Linked DNA regions of Sus scrofa: region 2 is linked to region 1. A link is a contact called in public HiChIP or PLAC-seq data. All regions are on one chromosome and are shown on one strand. Each heading gives the region's core, a stretch centred on a gene start, on an enhancer-like site or on the middle of the called end of the contact. The rest is flanking DNA. Distances are from core to core; before and after follow the strand shown. Region 1 holds the start of CXCR6 (C-X-C motif chemokine receptor 6). Region 2 overlaps XCR1 (X-C motif chemokine receptor 1).

What was found. HiChIP or PLAC-seq counts read pairs in DNA pulled down with a chosen protein or histone mark.
Region 2: an H3K27ac HiChIP or PLAC-seq map of alveolar macrophages shows a contact between it and region 1, with 5 times the contacts expected there. The contact joins the enhancer-like site here to the promoter of CXCR6 in region 1. A contact is called at or near these places in 1 of 5 promoter capture datasets (liver), 9 of 47 Hi-C or Micro-C datasets (alveolar macrophages, blood, heart right ventricle and 4 more) and 1 of 2 datasets of contacts at active chromatin or transcription factors (alveolar macrophages).

Annotation. Positions count from the first base shown.
Region 1 is chr13:29,093,965-29,098,522 of Sscrofa11.1, forward strand. It overlaps CXCR6 (C-X-C motif chemokine receptor 6), which reads left to right and starts at 1,936. Exons shown (of 2, transcript NM_001001623.1): 1 at 1,936-2,035. It also overlaps a transcript of FYCO1 not described here.
Region 2 is chr13:29,172,969-29,177,870 of Sscrofa11.1, forward strand. It overlaps XCR1 (X-C motif chemokine receptor 1), which reads right to left. Exons shown (of 4, transcript NM_001001622.1): 3 at 4,637-4,855. Among named protein-coding and RNA genes, the nearest start is that of FYCO1, 33 kb to the left of the region's middle. Within about 2 kb of position 1,768, at least 1 of the 83 cell types and tissues checked has an H3K27ac peak or open chromatin away from gene starts, as enhancers often do. A contact at or near this core is called in alveolar macrophages, where this site is marked.

The DNA of each region.
Region 1 (4,558 bases), core at 686-3,185:
ACCTATCTACAGAACAGAAACTCACAGACATAGAAAACAGATTTGTGGTTGCCAAGGTGGATGGTGAGGGGAGGGAGTGGGATGGGCAAGTTTGGGGGTAGCAGATGCAAACTATTACATTTAGAGTGGATAAGCAATGAGGTCCTACTATATAGCACAGGGAACTATATCCAATCTCATGTGATAGAACATGATGGAAGATAATATGAGTAAAAGAATGTATATATATGTATGACTGTGACACTATGCTATATAGCAGAAATTGACACAATACTGTAAATCAACTACACATTAATAAAAAATTTTTTTTAACAAAGAAAAAAAAAAGTAAATTTTTAGGCTTCCTTTCTGCCTAAAAACCAAGTGAAGAGGGCTTCTGGTTTTGACTGCTTATTACCTAATAACTACAGCTTGACCAAAACATGCAAACCCACATGCCTATCCTTCAGGACTGGCCCCAAGGCACTGATGAGCAGGCCATGCCTTTCCCTGCTGCCCTCTGGTTAGTCTGCTTTTGTGAGGTTCTTTCCACTCATCCTCCACAGCTCCAGCCACAACCACTACCTGACAAGATACTCTTCTCCCAGGAGCAACTGCCTCATCCCTGAGTCCTGGAACACCTTCCTCACCAGGGCCCTGTCTAGAGAGTGGCAGGTGTTCAGAAAAAGGGAGCAGGTCAACATGGCCTGACTTCAGACAGAAGCCTTCAGGGGGTACGGCTGCCACGGCCTTTTGATTCTGTTTAAGAAATATTTGAATACTCTGGGAAAAACCCAAGAAGTATGACTAGGTACTTTCCCACAAGAAGTTTCCTTTCAAAGAAAAGCAGTGAGCATTACGACCTGGAAGATAACAAAAGGCACTTTATAAATTGGTTGAAATAAAATTCTGGCCCCCAAATTGTGAAGGGCTCCAAAGTTTTCCACTAGAGAACTTTCTATTGGAGAATGGTTGTGACAAACGTGGTCATGTTCTCTCTAATACAGACATCACCTCTCCCACCCAAGCATGCGCTCCATCACAGTCACGGCGGGCACTGGGCTTGAGGCCTGATTCTCCCCACAGCGAATGAGTGACAGGATTCAGGCCCTTCTAACATCACCCTGTGAACTGATCCTAAATGACAGAGTTGGCTTGTCCCTGGGAAAAACTCATCTCTCAAAGCTTAAAGATTCCAAAATGTCAGGCTGGCTCATTCTGAAAGGATGTCTTGTCTCAAAAGATTTCTTTCAGAAGGATGGGTGCCTTGACTTTCAGTATCTGGTTCAGGCTGTTCACTGCTGATTCTACCCAGGACAAGTAGGGTAGTAAGCACTGCCTGAGTGGTGTGGTTTCAGGAGGCAGGTCTGCATCATGCTCTCTGGCAGACCCATCATTCACAAGCCATCTGATCCACTGGTCTGGCAAGGTCATAGATCTGAGTTTGTGTGCTGGAAGTGGCTATTAGTTATTAGCTGTGAGTCCATAGGACTGTTCTTTGGCTACGTCCTCCACATTCTCATCTATAAAATGGGCTAATACCTACTTGCAGGACTGCTCTGAGGATCAGGGCTGTCATGTGCACTGGAGCTACATGCATACACAGAACCCAGGCCACAGCATCGGCTTTGCATTGGTCCAGACCCAAACTGCTCCAAAGATATGTACAACTGGTGAATGAACTAATTTTAGGGCACAAATGCTACCATCTTCAGTGGATTGTCACTGCCAGAGCTGCTTATTGCTCCTCTTTGGTTTACAAATTAAAACCCTCTCAGGTCCTGGCAAAAGAGTACGTCCCTAGCCAGGCTTCAGGGGGTGTGCAGCATCAGAGCTACTGCTTCTTGTCTCTGACCCCCACATTACATGAGTGCAGGCTGGTCATGTGTATTCTGATTTGCAAAATGGGGAAGGGCTAAGTGTCATATAATCACCAACCGAGGGCTCTTAAAAATTACTCAACGGAAACACAGACCACATCACAGAGAGGGAGAAGCAGACCTCACTGCTGTGAGCAACCTTATCTCTGGAACCCACTGACAGAGCACCTCTACTGGTGAGTCATTTGTCTTCTTTAAAGTTTAAAGACAGGGGCTACCGCCAGGTTTCTGGAGTTCTCAGAGTCCTGCCTGCAGTGCAGTACCATGTGAAATGCCCAGGCTCTCAAGCTCAACTGCCCTTGGTTCAAACTCCATCTCCGCCATTTGCTGCCCGGAGGATTAGATGAGAGAATTATGATTTACCCTGGTTCTGGGCACACAGGGCTTGTAAATGGATACTGACAATGATATAATCAGACTCTCCCCAGGGAATAAGGAGAGTCTAGTCACTGAGTTTGTTTACTAATGTCTCTCTCTGGTTTCCTTTAGTTTCTTTTCCATTTTATAAGATAGGCTAGTATCTTAGATTATGGTTTACCTTCTTTTCTCTATATAAGTCTATATACAACTGTAGCAACTTTAGAAAATAGAGAAAAATATAAAGAAGGAAGGGTAAAAAGTCATCTCTAATTCTACCAGCCAGAGTCGAACTGCTAATAAAATCTGGTCATTTTTCTATGTTTAAAAAAAAATAGTCAAAATCACATAGCTTATTGTGGAGTCTTAAATGAGGTCTGCAGAACACATGGTAGAGAAATTTTAAAGAGATCATGAACCCCCAGAATTACAGGCATCTGTGTAGTTATTACTGAGGGAAACAGTCTACAGCTTTTATGAGATTCTCGAAGGGGTTTATGATCAAAAAAGGTTGAGAATCATGATCAACTTCACATTCATTTTGTCACCTATTCATTGTATTACTAACAGCCAATATTATTTTGCATATTTGTACTTACATTGTTTTGAGCAATTTAAATGGTTTGCATTTTCCAAAATCATTAAAAGCACTTCCTAAACATTTCAGTCATATTCTAGTTTATGTTTGAATTATACTTTGTTCATTTATTTAACATCAGACGCTTACCATTTCTAAATTTGTATATAATATTTTTTAGTTTTCAGAAATCAACATAGGACTTTGGTTATAGAAGATACAGAAATGAGTTTTAATAATTCTAGAAGATTAAGTAATTTTTAGGACTCTATCTGCACAGAACTGTGTAGTCCCAATCTGTTAAATACTACTTTAAGTTTATCAATGATTACAAACGAATTTGCATGGGCCCTCTGAGCAAATTGCGATGGCAGAATAAGGATGCAGTGACAGCTATAATAGAATTTTTTCTTAAAGGCCAAGAGCAAGTTAAACAATAGTGGAGATTTGACATTACTTTCAAGGGAAGCAAAACCACTTGTTTCATATTCGAAATGGTGAAAGATGTTTTGGTCCCCATGTGTAGTAATAACACACACACAAATCACTCTCTGACCCGCTTGACCTAGTGGCCCAGAGTTGGTGGAGTATGATGCCTACCAGCTGGCCTAATATTTTGTGGTCAGAGGACAGACTTTTCCCTGAGCAGTCTTAGCCCAAGGTCAAGGCCCTTTCTTAGAGAGAAAGGGTGCTGTGATCCCATGAAAGACCAAGGTGGCAGCACCAGGGCTGACATCACTTCCAGTAAGGACACAGCATGAGGAAAGAAAAGCCTCTGAGGAGACCAGACTCCCCGTCAGGCCAATTGATACTCTGACTTTGCTAAACCAAATGCCTACTCTTCTTAAGCATCTCCTTGAGGTGCAAGTGGGCTGTGGCACCGGTCAGTGGAAGAGCCACTCCGCTGTGTGTTGAACACCTGATGGCCAGTGGCAGGGACTGACCTGGCCCCCCAAGGCTGATGCTGCCACAGCTGTCCCTGCTCCCACACCACAGAATACAGTACCCTGTGTCCTGTCATGGTCCCCAGCAGGGTCATGGGGCCCAGAGAAGGGTCAGAAGGATGTGATAACCTTGAAGGGCTGGAAACAATAGATAGCTATTTGGTCTTTGTGACAAGCAGCCCCACTGCAAGGCTGGCCACTGGCCCCACTGTGGCTGCCCACCCTCCTGACATCCCATTTCAATCAGGTCTTCCATTTGTTAAAGCAGACCCCTGGGCCCTACCCTGCTGATAATAAAGGCTAAGGCAATGTTCCCTTCTGGGGGACTCCATCTTGTAAGAGATTTCTGAAGATCAAAGAAGTCTGGGGGTGGAATGTCATACACTGACAGATGATAAAGGGGAAGGCTGGGGTTGGGCGAGAAGCGAACTGCCCAGGCCCGTGGTCAGAAAGCTGCTCAACCAAAGCACTGGGCAGCCTGGGCTCTTGCCTGCCTTGTCTCCCCTTGGGGGCAAGATGTGACAGAGGAAATAGCCCACTCGGGCAGAAAAGTCCTGTCCTCCACTAACACCTCTGGGTCTCCAGAGTCTCCTTGACGGTGGAGCCCCTGGGAAGGGAATACTAGCCTTAGCTTTCACAACTTGTAGTCCAGGGGTCAACTTTACACAAAATGGGGCACAGGCTGGGTGGGAACCTGCTGAGAGATGGGGAGATGAAGACGGTCCTCCCCAATGAAGAGCAGTGAGGTTTTTCCAAAAGGACACTGTCCCCATTTCACCACCTGGTGACCTTTGCTTCTAAGACCATTTAGCACAGGATTT
Region 2 (4,902 bases), core at 518-3,017, 79 kb after region 1:
GTAGGTAGGGGGAAAGACTGGGTTCTGCTCAGCAGGTGACTAAGCTGCAGAAAGCGTCTTCAGATGACACTGTAAGAAACTCAGACTCTGTCTCTGGCCTTGAGCTCTTAGTTTACAATTAAAACTCTGCTCTACAACAAAAACATCTGTTCACTGGATCCAGGATTGGGGTAAGGCAATCAAAGTGTCTGGACCAGTGATGGTTATACCAGTGTACACTTGTAGAAATGCCCACTTAACATGGGTGCATTTTATTGTATATGAATGATACTTCAGTGAAGCTGATTAAAGAAACAAAGCAGAGAAACAACCAAAATCCCCAACTTTCTCACAAACATTGGAACCCTATGCTTCAGGGGAAAGCCATCTCTTCCTGATGGGCTATGGGTATAAATGGTGGAGTAGGAAGAGCTCTGGTGAGGGGGTCTCAATGTTTGGATTCTCTTCCTGGTTCTAATAAGAACTGGCTGGACGACCCACGGCTTAGTCACTAAGCCCTCTGAGTCTCATATGCTGTAAGTACTTACTTCCCAGGGCTGGTGGGAGCAGCAGATACACTGAAATACACAAAGTCACCTAGTGAAGAGCTACACATCCATGGAATTTTTACCAGTTCTTAGACGGAAACTGCCCTGTGCATAGCCCTTTCAGTTCAAGCCTGGAACAGCTCTAGGCCTATGAGATTTCAACAGCTATCACGTATATGCAAATTAAAGCTGTCAGACATCATTTCTGCCCATGTATTTGGCAAAAATTAGAAAGTCATAACATTACAGGCTGATGAGAATGGGGAAAGTGAGGACCCTGGAGGCAAGGCTGGTGGGAATGGGAACTGGCATAGCATTTGAAGGACAACCTGGAAGAAGGTAAGGCTGCAAATACCCGCTGACCCAGCAGGTCCACCCTTGGGTTCTTTATCCAGAGATATTCTGCACAGGCCATAAGAGACAGGTGAGAAGATGCTCATTGCATCTTGTTTTGATGGCAGAGATTGGGACAACCTAGGTGTCTGTCGCTAGGGAATGGATACATAAAATGTTGGCAGATGCATACACAGTAAGACAAAGAAGCAATCAGAAAAGGATTTACTAGAGCCGCACAGCTGTAGCTCAAAAACATCATGTTGAATTTTAAAAAGTGTTCCAAGTGATATTTATGGCATAATGTTATTTATGGAAACTGACCTCGTAGAATTGAATAGATTAGATGAGATATTGGTCAGTGATTGCCACTTAGTAGTGGCTCAACACATGACAGCTATTATTTTGAAAAAAGAAAAAGCAGGAGATCACTGAATTCATCAGCGTCAAAATTAAAACATAGGAGTTCCTGTCGTGGCTCAGTGGTTAACGAATCTGACTAGGAACCACGAGGTTGCGGGTTCGATCCCTGGCCTTGCTTAGTGGGTTAAGGATCCAGCATTGCCATGAGCTGTGGTGTGGGTTGCAGACGCGTTGCTGTGGCTGTGGTGTAGGCCGGTGGCTGCAGCTCCGATTCGACCCCTAGCCTGGAAACCTCCATATGCCGGGGAGCGGCCCAAGAAATGGCAAAAAAGACCAAAAAATAAAATAAAATAAAACATAGAACTGTGAAACCTGATAAGTTTCCCCAGGAAGGAGTGAAACAAAGAGTTAGATGTCCATGGTCCTGAATGTCCCCACTAGGTCAGGAAGCCAGCTTTCTTGACAGTTTCAGTTTGAAGATGCTAGAGAAATGTGTTGTTGGCCACTGCCCTCTGTTGAAACAATGTTGTCACTTCTGAGTTGAGAATTCTGACTTGTCATGACACAGTATTTGAACTTCGACTGACTCACTGGGGAAGAGGCAGCCCCCCTGTGTGAACACTCACAGAACATGTTGCCCCTCTAAATGAATCCCTCTAATCATTATAGCTAATACAACACTTAATTTTCTTATGTCTATTCTCAGCACTTGAGTATGTTATTTTGAAAAATGAATCAATCCTCATACAAACACAACTCATCACAGTGCAAACGGAAGAGGCAGGTACTATTGCACTGATGCGAGAACAGAGGCAAAAGGAGGTAAGTAATCTGTCCAAAGTCACACAGCCAGAAAGCAATGAAGCTGGCTCCAGGGTCTGTATTCCAACCAGCTCTGTTAGTATGACTCTTGAATGCCTCTGGTTCCTTTGATCTGGTCATGACAAGTGTTCTACAGCCTGCATTTTGTCCAAATATTTTCTTCCCATTTAAAACACCCTTAGGTCTGTGCCCCATGCCTTGTATGTTCCTCCCGTTCACAGCAAAATTCCTGGAAAGAATAGTCCACACTCACTCTCTTCCCAGAAGCAAGGGAGTCTGCCATCAACAATTCTCACTTTCAAATTCCTCAGGAGTCTGCACTTGACCTGCTTCTTTGATTTGTAGGTGCTCTCTCCAAGTGCCCTCAGGATACATATAATGCTGACATTCTACATGATTACTGAATCAAGGAAATGGACTTTTGAGTTTTGTCCACCAGGGGGAGGTCTTCTCTAAACGCCTGATTCCTCCTCCCTCTCGGCAGGTCAGGTACACCACTCTAGCTGTCAAGTACTGCAAACGTGGCTGGTTCTAACTGATATGTACTTAAATACAAATTACACACCAGATATTGAAGATTTAGCACAAAAGGGAGAATGTGAAATATCTTATTAATAAATTAACAAACTGATTGCATGCTGAAATGATAATATCTAGATTAAGTAAAAGATACTATTAAAATCATTTTTACTTGTTTATTGTTAGATTTTTGAAAATGTGGTGCTACAACATTTAAAATTGCATGTGTGGCTTACTTCATATTCCTATTGGACAGTACAGGTGTAGAGCCTCCCTCCCAATGGCAAACTCTTAAGCTCGTCTGCAGAAAGCTTGGGCTCCAAGGAATCCAGTTTGAAAACCATTCACTTGACTCCATTCATGAAGACACTGAAGCCCATGTGGGCTGACAACTTTTCCATGTGGGCTGACAACTTTATCAAGAAATATTACCAGGGAATTCCCATTGTGGCTCAGCAGTTAATGAACCTGACTGGTATCAGTGAGGATGCAGGTTTGATCCCTGTCCTTGCTCAGTGGGTTAAGGGTCCTGTGTTGCCATGAGCTGTGGTGTAGGTTGCAGACACGGCTCAGATCCCAAGGTGCTATGGCCTTGGTGTAGGTCGGTGGCTACAGGTCTGACTGGACCCCTAGCCTGGGGTCCATATGTTATTGGTGTGGCCCTAAAAAGACCAAAAAAAAAAAAAAAAAAAAAAGAAAGAAAGAAAGAAAGAAAAGGAAAAGGAAATGTTACCACGTGAGGCCTCTTCCTTGTTTGCTTTGGCGGGTCTCCTGCTCAGTCTCTCTTACATCCACTGCCACCCTAGGAACAATTTTCTGTTCTCTGCTGGGAAGTCCAGCCCTGCTTTAGGCTTTGGGCTGCACCCTTCCTGCTGTGGATAGGCTGGCATGTCCCTGGAGACAAAAGCAGTGACTATGGAGCCCTTCTCAACCTTTTATCTTCAACTACCCTCTAGACTTGGTCAATTCCAGTGCCATGTAGGGATTCCAGCTCTTGCTGGAATAAGTCCAACCCAGCTGGAAGGATGAGAAAACAGAGCCAGCCAGACTTGCCACTTGTTGACCCCGTGACCACCATACTGTCACTACAGAGAGCTCATGTTGCCCACAGGCCCTGCTAGCAGAAGCGGGGGACCAGCGATCACATGGCCAGTGAGTCACATGGGAACTGAGTCAGTGGGGTGACTTCTCTGAAGTGGATGCATGAATCAGCAGTGGGGAAGCTGGGAGGCACAGCCAGACCCCGTGTTGCAGGCAAGGATCTTAGCACAAGCCCTGACACCACAAATCTTCCCCACCACAGCCCCTCGGAAATGCAGCATCATGGGTCAGCTGTAGTTTCCTTTGCAGTAGGGGTTGAGACCCTTCACATGTGTGAGCCTGCATGGGTGTGGGTCTGTTCAAATAAGAAGTGTTGCTGGCTTGTGCCTCCTCTTCATGAGGGTGCCACGAAAGTGAGAGAAGACTCTTAGCTTCCCTCCCTATTCTGGATTCCTGGTCAAGGGGCCATGTGGGTCGAGGCTGTGAGTGTGGCCACAGTTGTCTAGGCAGATGCTGCACTGTGCCTGCAACCTCATCTTTGCCTCTTCTGACCCCAAATTAGAGAACTACTGAATCATGGGACTATAAGAGAACCTGTGCTGTGTGGATCAGCAGTCACAAGATGAGGGCTCTCTTCCCAGTCAGTCACAGCTCCAGCTGTGCGATTTGGGGCTAGTCACCATATGTGTCTGAGGCTCACTTGTATAACGGGTATATTATTTATCTACCATACCTTTAAAAAATTCCTTCAAGGAGTTTCCCTGTGGTGCAGTGGGTTAAAGATCCGGTTTGTCTCTATGGCGTTGCTGCTTTGAGTCCTGGCCCAGTGCAGCAGTTTAAGGATCTGGCATTGCCATAGCTGTGGCGTAGGTTGCAGGTGTGGCTCAGATTTGATCCCGGGCCTGGAAACATCCATATGCCACAGTATGGCCGAAAAAGGAAAAAAAAAATTCCTTCAAAACCTAGTAGATTAAACAATGATTATTATCTCACACAATGTTTGTGGGGTCAGAACTTTGGAGGCAACTCACCTGGATGGTTTTGGCCCATGTCCTTTCATGGGATGAGAACAAGATGTCCATGGGGCTGCAGTCATCTGAAGGCTTGACTGGGGTTGGAAGATCTGCTTCCAAGCCAGCTGTGTTCACATGGCTGCTGGCAGGAGGCCCTGGTTCCTGGTCATGCGAGTCTCTCCATGAAGCCTGAGGGTCCTCCTGACATGGTTGCTGCCTTCTCCCAGGGTAAGCCATCTAAGAGACCAAGACAGAAGCCACAGTATCTTTTATGATCTAACCTC